2 separate regions of the Sus scrofa genome follow, and region 1 is linked to region 2. Evidence: chromatin contacts called from public promoter capture Hi-C data. All regions are on one chromosome and are shown on one strand. Each heading gives the region's core, a stretch centred on a gene start, on an enhancer-like site or on the middle of the called end of the contact. The rest is flanking DNA. Distances are from core to core; before and after follow the strand shown.

The links. Promoter capture Hi-C pulls out the DNA fragments that hold promoters and counts their contacts.
Region 1: a promoter capture Hi-C map of liver shows a contact between it and region 2, with 3 times the contacts expected there. The contact joins the promoter of PIP4K2B here to the promoter of FBXO47 in region 2. A contact is called at or near these places in 1 of 5 promoter capture datasets (liver) and 1 of 2 datasets of contacts at active chromatin or transcription factors (alveolar macrophages).

The regions. Positions count from the first base shown.
Region 1 is chr12:23,315,591-23,321,943 of Sscrofa11.1, reverse strand. PIP4K2B (phosphatidylinositol 5-phosphate 4-kinase type-2 beta) reads right to left here and starts at 4,831. Exons shown (of 10, transcript XM_021067062.1): 1 at 4,487-4,831. The coding sequence starts at 4,645.
Region 2 is chr12:23,177,972-23,183,765 of Sscrofa11.1, reverse strand. It overlaps FBXO47 (F-box only protein 47), which reads right to left and starts at 2,028. Exons shown (of 11, transcript XM_021067059.1): 1 at 1,846-2,028.

The sequences.
Region 1 (6,353 bases), core at 3,582-6,081, 140 kb before region 2:
CCAACCTCTTCCACCTTCGGCAGAAGTGCACTTGTGGAATGCAAACTCACTGGAGCAGCACAGTAAGCAGAGCACATTAGGATGGTGAGTCTGTTGTATCTCACGTCATATAAGTAGTTTTTGGATTATCCACACGATTAACTCCATGAACCTTCGGCATAAATAATGAGGAGGCCGAACAAGCTGAATGAGACAGAACGTCAGAGAGTTTGCTCTGGGCTGATCCTGCTGGTCATGAAAATTTAGTCACTAGTTCTAGTCTGGTGAACTTCTGATTCCGGAAGTCTCCACTTCCCTGTGTGACCTTCACAGGAATTGCTACTCGGGAGGCATGGGTTGGGCATGCGGGCTTCCTGACATGTTCCAGGGTCCCCTGGGTGGCTTGGCCATGGGCTGACCGCCACTGACAATCATTTGTTACAATCATCCGCCACCATCAGAAAACATGACATGCTGGGGAACACATTTCTGAGAGCAAGGAGATTTGAAACTCCAGAAAGGAAAGGGCAAGAACAGAGAGACACAGATGCCAACAATCCCCGGCTGGGTTTATCCTTCCTTTTCACACCGTGGTTTTTCTTCTCCTCTTTCAGTCCCAGTGTTCTCTGGAAGGTGGGCAGATGCGCTGAAGAATATATGCATCCAAAGGCTTCACTAGAGCAGAAATGTTTACTAAAGACTCTTTTTTTTTTTTTTTTTGTCTTTTTTTGCTATTTCTTTGGGCCGCTTCCTCGGCATATGGAGGTTCCCAGGCTAGGAGTCCAATCGGAGTTGCAGCCACTAGCCTACACCAGAGCCACAGCAACGCGGAATCCGAGCCGTGTCTGCAACCTACACCACAGCTCATGGCAACGCCGGATCATTAACCCACTGAGCAAGGGCAGGGACCGAACCCGCAACCTCATGGTTCCTAGTCGGATTCGTCAACCACTGCGCCACGACGGGAACTCCCACTAAAGATTCTTAAAGTAGCAGGGTGAGAGAAAAAGGCAGGCAAAGAAGGTTCTGGGTCTGCGTGAAGCAAAGAAAATGTGTAGACAGAATGGGGGTAGAATGTGGGAGAGAACGGAGCAGACTTAAGAATAACTCTGTTCCTCACATCATTCACAAAAATTAACTCAAAATGGATTACAGACCTAAACGTAAGAGCTAAAACGGTAAGAGGTTTTCTTAGAAGAAAATATAGGAGTAAATCTTTATGATCTTGGGTTAGATATAACACCAAAAGTATAAATACCTAAAGAAAAATAGATAAATTGGACTTTACCAAAATTAAAACCTTATGCTTAAAAAGACACCATCAAGAAAGTTAAAAAAAGATAACCCAAAGAACGGAGTAAAATACTTGTGAAACATATATCTGATAAGGGACTTATGGCCACAATACATAAAGAACTCTTACGATTCGATAGTAAAAAGACAAATAGTTCAATTTAAAAATGGGCAAAAAAGTAACTGGCAAAGGATCTTAATATATACGTTTCCAGTGAAAATATACAACTGGACAATAAGCACGTGAAAAGATGCTCAACACAGTTAGCTATCTAGGAAGTGCAAATCCAGATCACAAAAGAGATGCCCTTCAAAACCGCTAGAGTAGCTATGATAAAAAACAGACAATAACAAGTATTGATAAGGATGTGGAGAAACTGGAACCCACACATACCGCGGGGAGAGGGGGGGGCATGTAAATGGTGCCATCACTTCGAAGCTTCCCAAATGGTTGAACATGGTTACCATCAACGGCTCCTATTCCTTCTGATCACCTGCGTGAGGCTTCATACACACCTGGTTCCTAGAATGGCCAACAGGGTACCCGCCAGGTCTGCCCCCTCTGGTCTCCATCCCCCTCTCGGAGGCCATCTCTTCCCTAACTCCAGAACCTCCGCACCACGGAAACACTGGTTTTCTCTCGTTATCAGTTCGCCCCTGACAGATCCAGAGTCTGATTTTTCTCTCTGTACAGCCTTCCTCTACCAAGTCCATGGACTGCAGCTGTCACGACGCTGAGTTCAAAGACCTCTCTTTCTCTGCTCAGAAGGAAATCAACCACCTCATGAGAGGGTATGTAATTGACTTGAGCTCCAGATAAAGACACATCCATCCTCCACGTCTCATACACCGTCAGCCATAGACCATCGTGGCCTACGTGCTTAAATCAGCAAGAAACTGAATAATCCAAGAAAAGGTGATATCCGAAACCTCAGACTGCGAAAGGTGGCAGAAGCTGGCTTCGGAAGGGAGGTCGCCTCCAAGAAAGGCTATCGATACCAGAACAATGTGGCCCTCGCTCTCCTGGGAACTGCACGATCTTATAATCTTCTGGGGAGATGTTTCATTTCCCGGATGGGGACCCTGAAGTACTAGACCTTGTGGCAGGCCCAGAGGAAGCAATAGAATTGTTGCCTAGCTGATGTCCAGACCTCGGCCGGTCCAGGGCAGTCATGTCCAGTGCGTTTCCCCGGAGGTGCTCGCTCATTATGTCCAGAGGTACGGGTCTTGCTTAAAGTCAATACCTTTCCAGCTGGCTCTCAAACTTGCTTAAAGTGAGCAGCGAAAGAGGGTGATACCTATCTCTCCATCTACCATTCAGAGACTCACTGCCTGCCTAACAGAAAACCAAGCACCACACACTCCTGGGAACTAGCAGGCGCAGGCACACACACCTGTCCTGGCCCTGGGCTGAGAGGCAGGGCAAGGAAAGGAAGCAAAGAAAATGAGACCTGCCATTCAAGCACCATCATGTGCCAACACAGCCCAACATACTGCACTGACAATGGGCTGCATGTCTTGTTGTGACCACAGACAACCTAATAATCCTCCACCCAGGGCCTCCACTCCTTCAGGTATAAAACAAGGGACCCAGAGTCCTCTTCTGACAAGTTGTCATATTCCTGACTCTCAGGCCTCTAACCAATGCTCTATACAGACAGGATGCTTTCTAGTGAGAAGCCAGCTGCACGACAAAACCAAGGATTGATTTCCAGGCAGGGACACCGGGTTCACATGTTGATGACCCAGTTTTCCCTGCAATATTGTCAGATGACCCCCAAGGCAGCAGGAAGCAAGAGGGACAAACTCTGCTGGACTCGTGAATCAAAGCAGCTCCCAGAGGTCTAGATGTTACACCAGCGGTTCTCCCTACCCTAGCCAGGACCCTCACCTTAGTGAAGTTACTGAACCGGCCCAAGACCATGAAATCAACAAAGACCTCACCAGACACACGGTGCCTTTCTGCAGTAGAGGTAAAGATCTAAAACCCCGGCTGAGACTACAGTTTATCAATCTCCAGCCGACGGCTCTTCTTGTAAAGCAAAGCTCAAAGTCTTGCTGGCCCTGGGCTCCTCTGTCATCAGTTGGTCTTGTGGGCAATTTCAAGTGCTCCGAAAAGTCACGGAGCCTAAAGAACTGATATCCACAAGAAACTCCAGCCATTAGCTTCACTTTCTTCATTCCAAACTTTGAATTGGTGCAGTTGGTATTTCGGGTTTTTTAACTTCCTCTGCTCATTTCTGGAAGTAAGGACGCACAATGAAATGCAAGAAACAAGTAGTTGGAAGAGAAAGAAAGACCCCAAACAAACAGGACCGACACAAAGTCCTCTAACTCAAATACTGGGCAGGGCCCCAACTTTCTAACGGGAGCAGTTGGACAATCTCAAAGAAGCCCAAGGACCCAAAGAACCTCTCTCTCATCATAATCACTATCCATTACCACACTCTCCCGACCACACAATAGAAAGCGCAGTAACTGAAAAGTCAACATCTTTGACACGATCGCCATAGAATTCAGGAAGATGCGTTATTCCTACTATGAACAGTCCTCAAAAGCAGGCCTCACCTTCTCTAATGGTTATTCCCCCTTCTCTCTAACCCAGGAAGACCCTGATCTGTGGCCCAAGGAAGCCAGTGCTTCTCCAGTTGATACATCTTGTTCGAGAAGAAAAGAAACCCGAGGAGGATTTCCAGGCAGGGGTAAAGAGGTCTGGAGGATGGGGAAACCTTGAGCAGCCACATCAAACGACCAGAAACGGAGGACTATTCAGGTAGGCCAATGCCACCTGCCCTGTCAACTGGACAGTGAGCTAGGCAGCCAATTATAAGGAAGAAGGGGGAGAACAAATGCAACAAACGGGGTGAGGTGAGAGGAGAGGATGATAGCCATTCCACCCCACCCAGGCCTTCCCTCTGCGCTCCAGGGGCTGCCCGCTGCCAGACGCAGGAAGCTTGAGGGGCTGGAGGGAAGGGGAGGACGCGACGGCACACCACCGTCGGAGGCACCAGGCCTCGCGTGGCGTGCAGGGAGGCACACCCGGCCGGGATGGCGTGCAAGGGCGGGGTGGGCGTGCAAGTGGCTTGTCGAGGGGGTGCACGCGTTACTGGCAGGGCCGGCCAGGCGAGGGCCCGGGGCGGCTGGGGGCGGGTGGGGGAGGCGTGAGCGCGCACGGGGCCGCGCTCGGAGGGGCGCGCGCGGGGGAGCTGGTTACCGTGTGGTTCACCCCCCACATCAGAACGCTGAGGATCGGCTCGCTGGCCCGGAATAGCTTCACTTTCTGGCACACGAAATGCTTCTTCTTGGTCTTGGTCTTGCTGGCGCTGAGCGGCGCCACCGCCACCGCCGTGGTGCTGGTGCAGTTGGACGACATGCCCGGGGCGGCGGCGGCGGCGGCGGCGAAAGGGGGGGCGACCGAGACGGCGCACAAGCCAGCGGCCCCAGGCCTCCCCCAGACCGATCCCCACCCCCGCTCCCTCACCGCGCCATGGTCGCGCCCGTCCCGTTACCTCCCCACCCCGCCCCGGTGGTTCCGTCCTCCCCACGCTCCGCCCTCTCTGCCCCGCCCCGCCCCGCCCCGCCCCAGGGAGCCCGCCCGCCCGCTCCGCACCCCGCCCCCAGGCGGTACAGCTGCCCAGCCGCCACCGGGCCCTCTCCTCCCTGCCTGGGTGGTACCGCCCACCCCGGGGAGGCAGCGGCCGCCCGGCCCGCCCCTCCTCCCCGGGCCTGACAGGAACGGGGCCGGCCTCCGCGTGCCTCAGAATCCCGCGCCCGAGCAGGGAGGGGAGGAGGACTGGGTAGGTCTCGCTGTCTACCGCGGGAGGGTCTCCCTGTCCGGGCCCACCAAAGCCAGGGTTTGGCTTTTTCCTCAACCTGACGTGCCAAGATGGCGGCAGCGCCACGGCTCCGGAGGGGAGGAGGGGCGGGAATGCGGGGGTGGGACGTACCATCCCCACCCCGGGGGAGAGAGAAGGAACACTGCGAGGGGAAAAGAAGGTCCTGCCCGGAAAGGCAAGGAACGCCCCCTCGCTCCACCCAAGCGTGGATTTTCCCACTCCTCTGGACCCCGGGGATGCACGCCACCCGCGGGACACGCCCCCTCCCCCCAGGGCCAATGAGAGGAGCCAGCCGGGAGCCTTGGGTTTTATGAATGGGTCCCGCTCCCACCCACCGGCCGCCGGCCTCCTCCCGCCAAAGGCTCGGGGTAAGGTGCAGGCTGGCACCTTAAGACACCTATCCTTCAGCAGAAAATTATAATCTTCTTACTCTCTGGCCCACTTGATGAGACCTTTGAGTAAACCGCCCACGCTTTGTTACATAATTCCTCTCGAACTGAGACTCCACATATTGGATACAAATTGCGGATCAATATTGCTCTGTATCGGAATCTGGAATTCGGTACTCACCCTAAGTTGCTCTTTACACAGTTAGGAAAAAAATAAATGTGGTCTTTATTACCAAGTAATAAAAGACATAATTAACCCTGGCAGGATAAGGTGATGAAATGAATGACAAGTGTATGTCACCTTCTCTCTGGAGAAAAACTGAGTTTTAAGCATGATAGTTTCTGGAATCGTAAGTGTTCAAAAATATAAACCCAGATTCGTTCTAGGCAGAATTAGGAATCAGCAGAACAAGGAACTAGAGCAGCTAATGTGTGGGTCAGCAGTGCCTAGGACCTCCTGGATGGAGTGAGAGCCTCTGGTGAAAGAAGTAAAGGGAAAGGGGTAGAGATAGGAGACTGGTCCCATGAGTTTGGGTGGTTTTTGTTTTTTTGTTTTAATACCTGACTAAAAAATAATAGCAAACAACACCTGAAAATCTAGAATTGTAATAAGATTACTACATGATAAAAGGGAAGCCATGAAATAAACAGCTTCCATTTTATTTTCTTTTAAGAGCCAAGGAGTATACTGGCAGTTTGGTCCTGACTCCTAAAATCATCTGACTTCAACACTGCACTGCCCACACTGCAGACTCTAAGCAGTGTAAAAGGATTGATACCCTACGTCCTATCAATAAACCCAGGCCCCTCCAAAACTAGCCAGATTCAAAGAGGAAAGAAAAGCTGACCTGCCTTA
Region 2 (5,794 bases), core at 779-3,278:
AAAAGGAACATTTCCTAGAGGAACTTTATTAAAATTACTGATAATTTACTTACACTAAACAATAATTCCTTAAAAAATATTATTTATCACACACAGCAACTTTGTGTTCCTCCTCCTTCAACTGGGAAAACACTGAATTTTGAATATATACATGTATACGTACATATGCATAACTACAACTCCAATCTAAGCTTCCTTGTTTCTAAAGAAACAACCAAGTCATTTCACCAAAGAGTTACAAACCTATCTGATTAAAATACATTTTCTCCTTTTGTCACAAAATTGCTAAAGATCACATTGTTACTTATTCACCTAAAAAGTTACATATCAGAGTTCCCTTTGTGGTTCAGTGGTTAATGACACCCACTAGCCTCCATGAGGACATGGGTTCCATCCCTGGCCTTGCTCATTGGGTTAAGGATCCATCCTTGTGGTGAGCTGTGGTGTAGGCCAGCAGCTACAGCTCTGATTCGACCCCTAACCTTGGAACCTCCACATGCTGAGGGTGTGGCCCTAAAAAGACAATAAATAAATACAAAGTAAAAATTTTTTAAAGTTACATACCAATTTTTATCAATTTAAAATCCGTTATAGATTTGAAAATGTGGCCAAGAAATTTAGTGCTTAGTAAAACGCATACTGTGAGCCTTCTTTAAAAAAACCCATACCTTATATAGTGCTTTGCTTCAGCATCATTCAATGAGCATTTAAATTAGTAGATATTTCTAAATAATCATTAAAATGATACAAGTAGCATGTGCATTGTCAAAAATTTTACAAAATACAGCAAAATAAAAAGAAGAAAATTAAATTCATTTGGTTTTTGACACTTAACATTAAGCACTTTGGTTTATATCATTCCAGAATTTTACACACACACACACACACATATATATATAATTTTTTTCACAAAAAAAGAGGGACTATCATCCTTTTTTATAATCTGCATTTCAATTGTAATTGTAATTAAACCTGGAATTTCCTTCCATACCAATAGATACACTTCTACAAGTATATATATATTTTAAAGACTGCATGGGATTCGACCAAATGGAAGAATAATTTAATCCATAACATTGTTTTCAACTTTTCACAGTAGGTATTTTAAATCATTTTCATTATAGTAAAATATACATCTGGCCTAGGATTTATTCTTTTTCTCTGAGGACCTGCTAAGCTGGGAATGGGTGGAGCTTGTGGGATCTTCAGACCCTCACTGATAACCTAATACCCGCGGACTCCAGTGTGTTAAGCACACTCTGCCTATATTTTTAAACCTCTGAGAGGATTAAAACACAATGACCCAAATTCTTTAAAAGCTTTAGTCTCCTCTTACAATTTCTTATTTTCCTCACTTAGACCTAAACGGTTTGGGGGAGATAGCAGGCTTTTCTGAAAATCCTAAAGATGTAATTCCAAATTACTTCTGGTTGCCTCTCAGTCCTCTAGAGAATGAGACTAACGGACCAAAATAATCCTAGTAAGATGATGTTTCAATGCCCTGTTCCATCCCGCTCATTTTGCCCACGTGTGAAAGGCTTTGAAGGCTCTCTTGGATGAACTTCTTTCCCCGTTTTCAGAGAAAACCGTCCAACAGCAATTCACTAGGATTTCTATTTTATTTTAACCTAAGACAATCTTTTAAGAGATCCACCTCCATCTGCCCGAGAATTCGCCCAAAGATCTCCAGAGAGGTAAACTGGGGGTAGGGGGTCGGGGGCATAAAAGAGAAACTGGCCGATATACTACTCAAACCACACTGCGGTGCATTTTTGACCTCCTTCAGTCCACGAAAAGGTGAAGCTGTCTCCAGAAACTATTGGGGGAAAATAAATCTCTTTTTACCACAGATTTGGACAATTTCCCGGCTAAAGGATCACAGGAAAATGCGACTTAGTCGTTTTGCCCCTCCATCCTCAAAACTTCTTAATGTTTTAGAAAATTTTTCCTCAAAAAAAGATTTTGCCGCCAGGAAGAGGGAGGGTCCGCCTCAGGTCGGTTCCGGAGCTGCGTTCCTGCCTCCCAGGCGCCCCCTTGGCCTCGAGAATATTTTAGAATCCTCCCAGGAGCCCCAGCGGGAAGGAGGCCCCGCCCCCTCATGAATAGGAAGAACGCCGGCTCCCAGAGTGCCCTCCTTCCTCTTGAATATTTCAGAGCCCTCCCCAGGAGCTCGGGAAGGAGACTCCGCCCCCTCATGAATAGTAAAAGTCCTGGCACTCACAGACCCCTTCCACGCTATGAATAATTAACGAGGATGTAGTCTTTGGAGGCCGAACTTAGGCCAAAACCACCTTTACTTCAAACCGATGACCGGAAGGGGTGGGGCAGTTACGGACGTGGAGGGGACGGTGCGAAACGAAGCGTCCCAACCTGGCGCACCACACATCTGCTCCAAGCCACTTCCTTTCCCTTTATCTTAGTTTTTTAACTCCTCCCATCCCTACAAGGTAAGGTACAAGAGGACTCAATGAAAACTTCTGTTGGGAAGAACCTGCAAACATTCCTTTTTTTAACCTATTTTGGTACCTAGAAGCAAAGATGCCTCCGGCATGTCAAGATGGAGTCCAAGGAAGTTCCTGTTGTGGTGCAGCGGAAAAGAATCCCCCTAGGATCCATGAGGACGCTGGAGCCATGAGGATGCTGGTTCCATCCCTGGTCTCGCTCAGTGGGTTAGGGATCTGGAGTTGCTGTGAAAGCCCTGGTGTGGGTTGCAGATGCGGCTTGGATCCCACACTGCTGTGACGTAGGCCTGCAGCTGTAGCTCTGGTTTGGCCCCTACCTTGGGAACTTCTATATGCTGATGGTGGTGCCATCCTAAAAAGCAAAAAAGATGGAGTCCAAAGCAAATCTTCCTAGCTTGGCCCTCCCTTGAAGATTAAGTCCTTCTTCATTTATTCATTCAGTAGCTGGTTACTGAAAGTTGCTCTGGGCTAGTCACGGGGAAGGCCCTAAACATACAACTGAGAACAAGATATATGTTTCCTGGCTTCATGGAGCTTATTAGTCTAAGTCTAAGCTTATTACTCTTATAAGTCTTATTAGTCTTAAGATAGAATAAACAGGGAGTTCCCAATGTGGCTCAGTGGGTTAAGAACCCAACTATTACCCATAAGGATGCAGGTTTGATCCCTGGGATGCTTAGTGGGTTAAGGATCCAGCATTGCTGTGTAGGTCACAGACATGGCTGGAGTCTGGCATTGCTGTGACCATGGCACAGGCAGGCAGCTGCTATTCCTATTCCACCCCTAGCCTGGGAACTTCCATGTGTTGCAGGTGTGTCCCTAAATAAACAAACAAAAAAGTTTAATTTTGCAGATTTTAAGTGCCTTTTGTGGACCTTCACCAATTCAATCTGGAATACAGGGTTTTGGGTGAAGGAGAAAAGGATAGCTTTATCGATTTGCCAGGCCAAGGGGGCACGCAGTGGGCTAATGCCTCCAAAAACTGTTTATCCTGCTCTGGAGGATTTGGTGAAAAGTTTTATAGCAATGGTTCAAGAGCGGGGTTGTTGATAAGAATCAGAGTGTGTGCAGAGTCTGCATTCCTTTAATCTGGCCTCAGGTGGTCTCTTCCTGAGCTTCTGTGATTCTTTTAATCTGGCCTCAGATAGTCTCCTGATAAGTTTCTATGGTTCTGAGGTTATCAAACTTTGACCTTCTTTATGGAATGAAGAATGTTTCATCAAGTAGTTAACATCTTCCATTTGGTGGGGGTTTAGTTCTACAGAAGAGCTCGGCGATATAAGACCCTGCCCCAAGGCTGGGTTATTGCTTCTGGACTGCTCCTTCCTTGTCTCTGCATCCCCTTCCTTCCCTGATTAGCAGCAGTTTGAACCTGCCCTCAAGGAAGGTCATGGAGGCTGAAGCCTATTCCCTAAATCAAGAAGCAGGGGACATCAAAAGGCTTGTGTGCCCAGGAGCCCCACAGGGTCCTGCTTTGCTTCATAGTTTTTTGTTTTTGTTTTTGTCTTTCCAGGGCATATGAAAGTTCCCAGCTAGGAGTCCAGTCGAAGCTGTAGCCACCAGCCTATACCACGGCCACAACAACTTGGGATCCAAGCCACATCTTCAGCCTTCACCACAGCTCATGGCAGTGCTGGGTCCTTAACCCACTGAGCAAGGCCAGGGATGGAACCCGCATCCTCATGGATACTAGTTGGGTTCGTTTCTGCTGAGCCACAAGGGGAACTCCTCGGCTTCATAGTTTGACATGTCTAAGAGACATCCAAGAGGAGATGTCAAGAAGGTAATTGAATTACATTGGAGGTTGGAGGAAAAAATCTGAGCTGGATATATAAATTTAAGAGTTTTCTGCAATAGAAGAATAGTGAGAAAAGGAAGAGGTTCTCCAAGGAGATTGAAAAGGAGTACCTAGTGGCATAAACTGGAGTAAACCAGCAGAGAAAGAGTCACAGGAGGAGTTCCCATCGTGGTGCAAATGAATCTGACTAGGAACCATGAGGTTGCAGGTTTGATCCCTGGCCTCGCTCAGTGGGTTAAGGATCTGGTGTTGCCATGAGGTGTGGTGTAGGTCACCGACGTGGCTTGGATTTGGCGCGGCTGTGGCTGTGGCATAGGCTGGTGGCTGTAGCTCCGATTCGACTCCTAGCCTGGGAACCTCCACATGCCACTGGTTGGTGCTGCTCTAAAAAGACAAATAGACAAAAAAAAAAAAAAAAAAAAAAAAAAGAGTCACAGGAGCCCGAAAGAGTGTGCTTCAGGAATGAGAGTGGTCAGCTGTGCCCAGTGCTGCTGAGTTCAGCCAGGTGTCCATTGGATTGGCAGTCTGGTGAAGGAGTCTGTGTGTCATGCCCCATCTCAGGAACCTATGATGACTTTGCCTTGCCAGCCACTCCAGTCCCTCTGCCATTTCTTCAATGTCCTCTAGAATCTATTCCTCCCCTATTTTTAAAAAGATTTTTTTTATTACTGTTGATTTACAATGTTTTGTCAATTTCTGCTGTACAGCAAAGTGATCCAGTCATGTATATATAAAACATATTTCGTTCATTTGTTACATTTGATCCATGCCCATTTTCTACCAAGCCCAGTGGGTTTTTTTGTTTGTTTGTTTTGTTTTTTGCCATTTCTTGGGCCGCTTCTTCGGTATATGGAAGTTCCCAGACTACGGGTCGAATCAGAACTGCAGCTGCCAGACTACGCCAGAGCCACAAGCAACGTGGGATCCGAGCTGCGTCTGCGACTGATACCACAGCTCACAGCAACGCCGGATCCCTTAACCCACTGAGCAAGGCCAGGGATCGAACCTGCAACCTCATGGTTCCTAGTCGGATTCGTTAACCACTGAGCCATGACAGGAACTCCAAGGCCAGTGTTAACTGCAGGGTAAGTACCAATTTTGCCTTCTAGTGGGTCATGGTCACAAGTGCCTGCCCTGGAGTAACTTCTAGTCCAGTGGGGATGAGGGGGAATGGGGAGTGAGGTGGGAGGAGGTGTCTTCTCTTTTGTGGGTTCATCTCTTCATGCTGAAGTTTTCATCAAAAATGACTTCCTATGGAGTTCCCATCGTGGCGCAGTGGTTGACGAATCCGACTAGGAACCATGAGGTTGCGGGTTCCATCCCTGCCCTTGCTCAGTGGGTTAACGATCCGGCGTTACTGTGAGCTGTGGTGTAGGTTGCAGATGCGGCTCGGATCCTGGGTTGCTGTGTCTCTGGCGTAGGCCGGTGGCTACAGCTCCGATTCGACCCCTAGCCTGGGAACCTCCATATGCCGCAGGAGCGGCCCAAAAAATGGCAAAAAGACCAAAAAAAAAAAAAAAAAAAAAAAAGACGT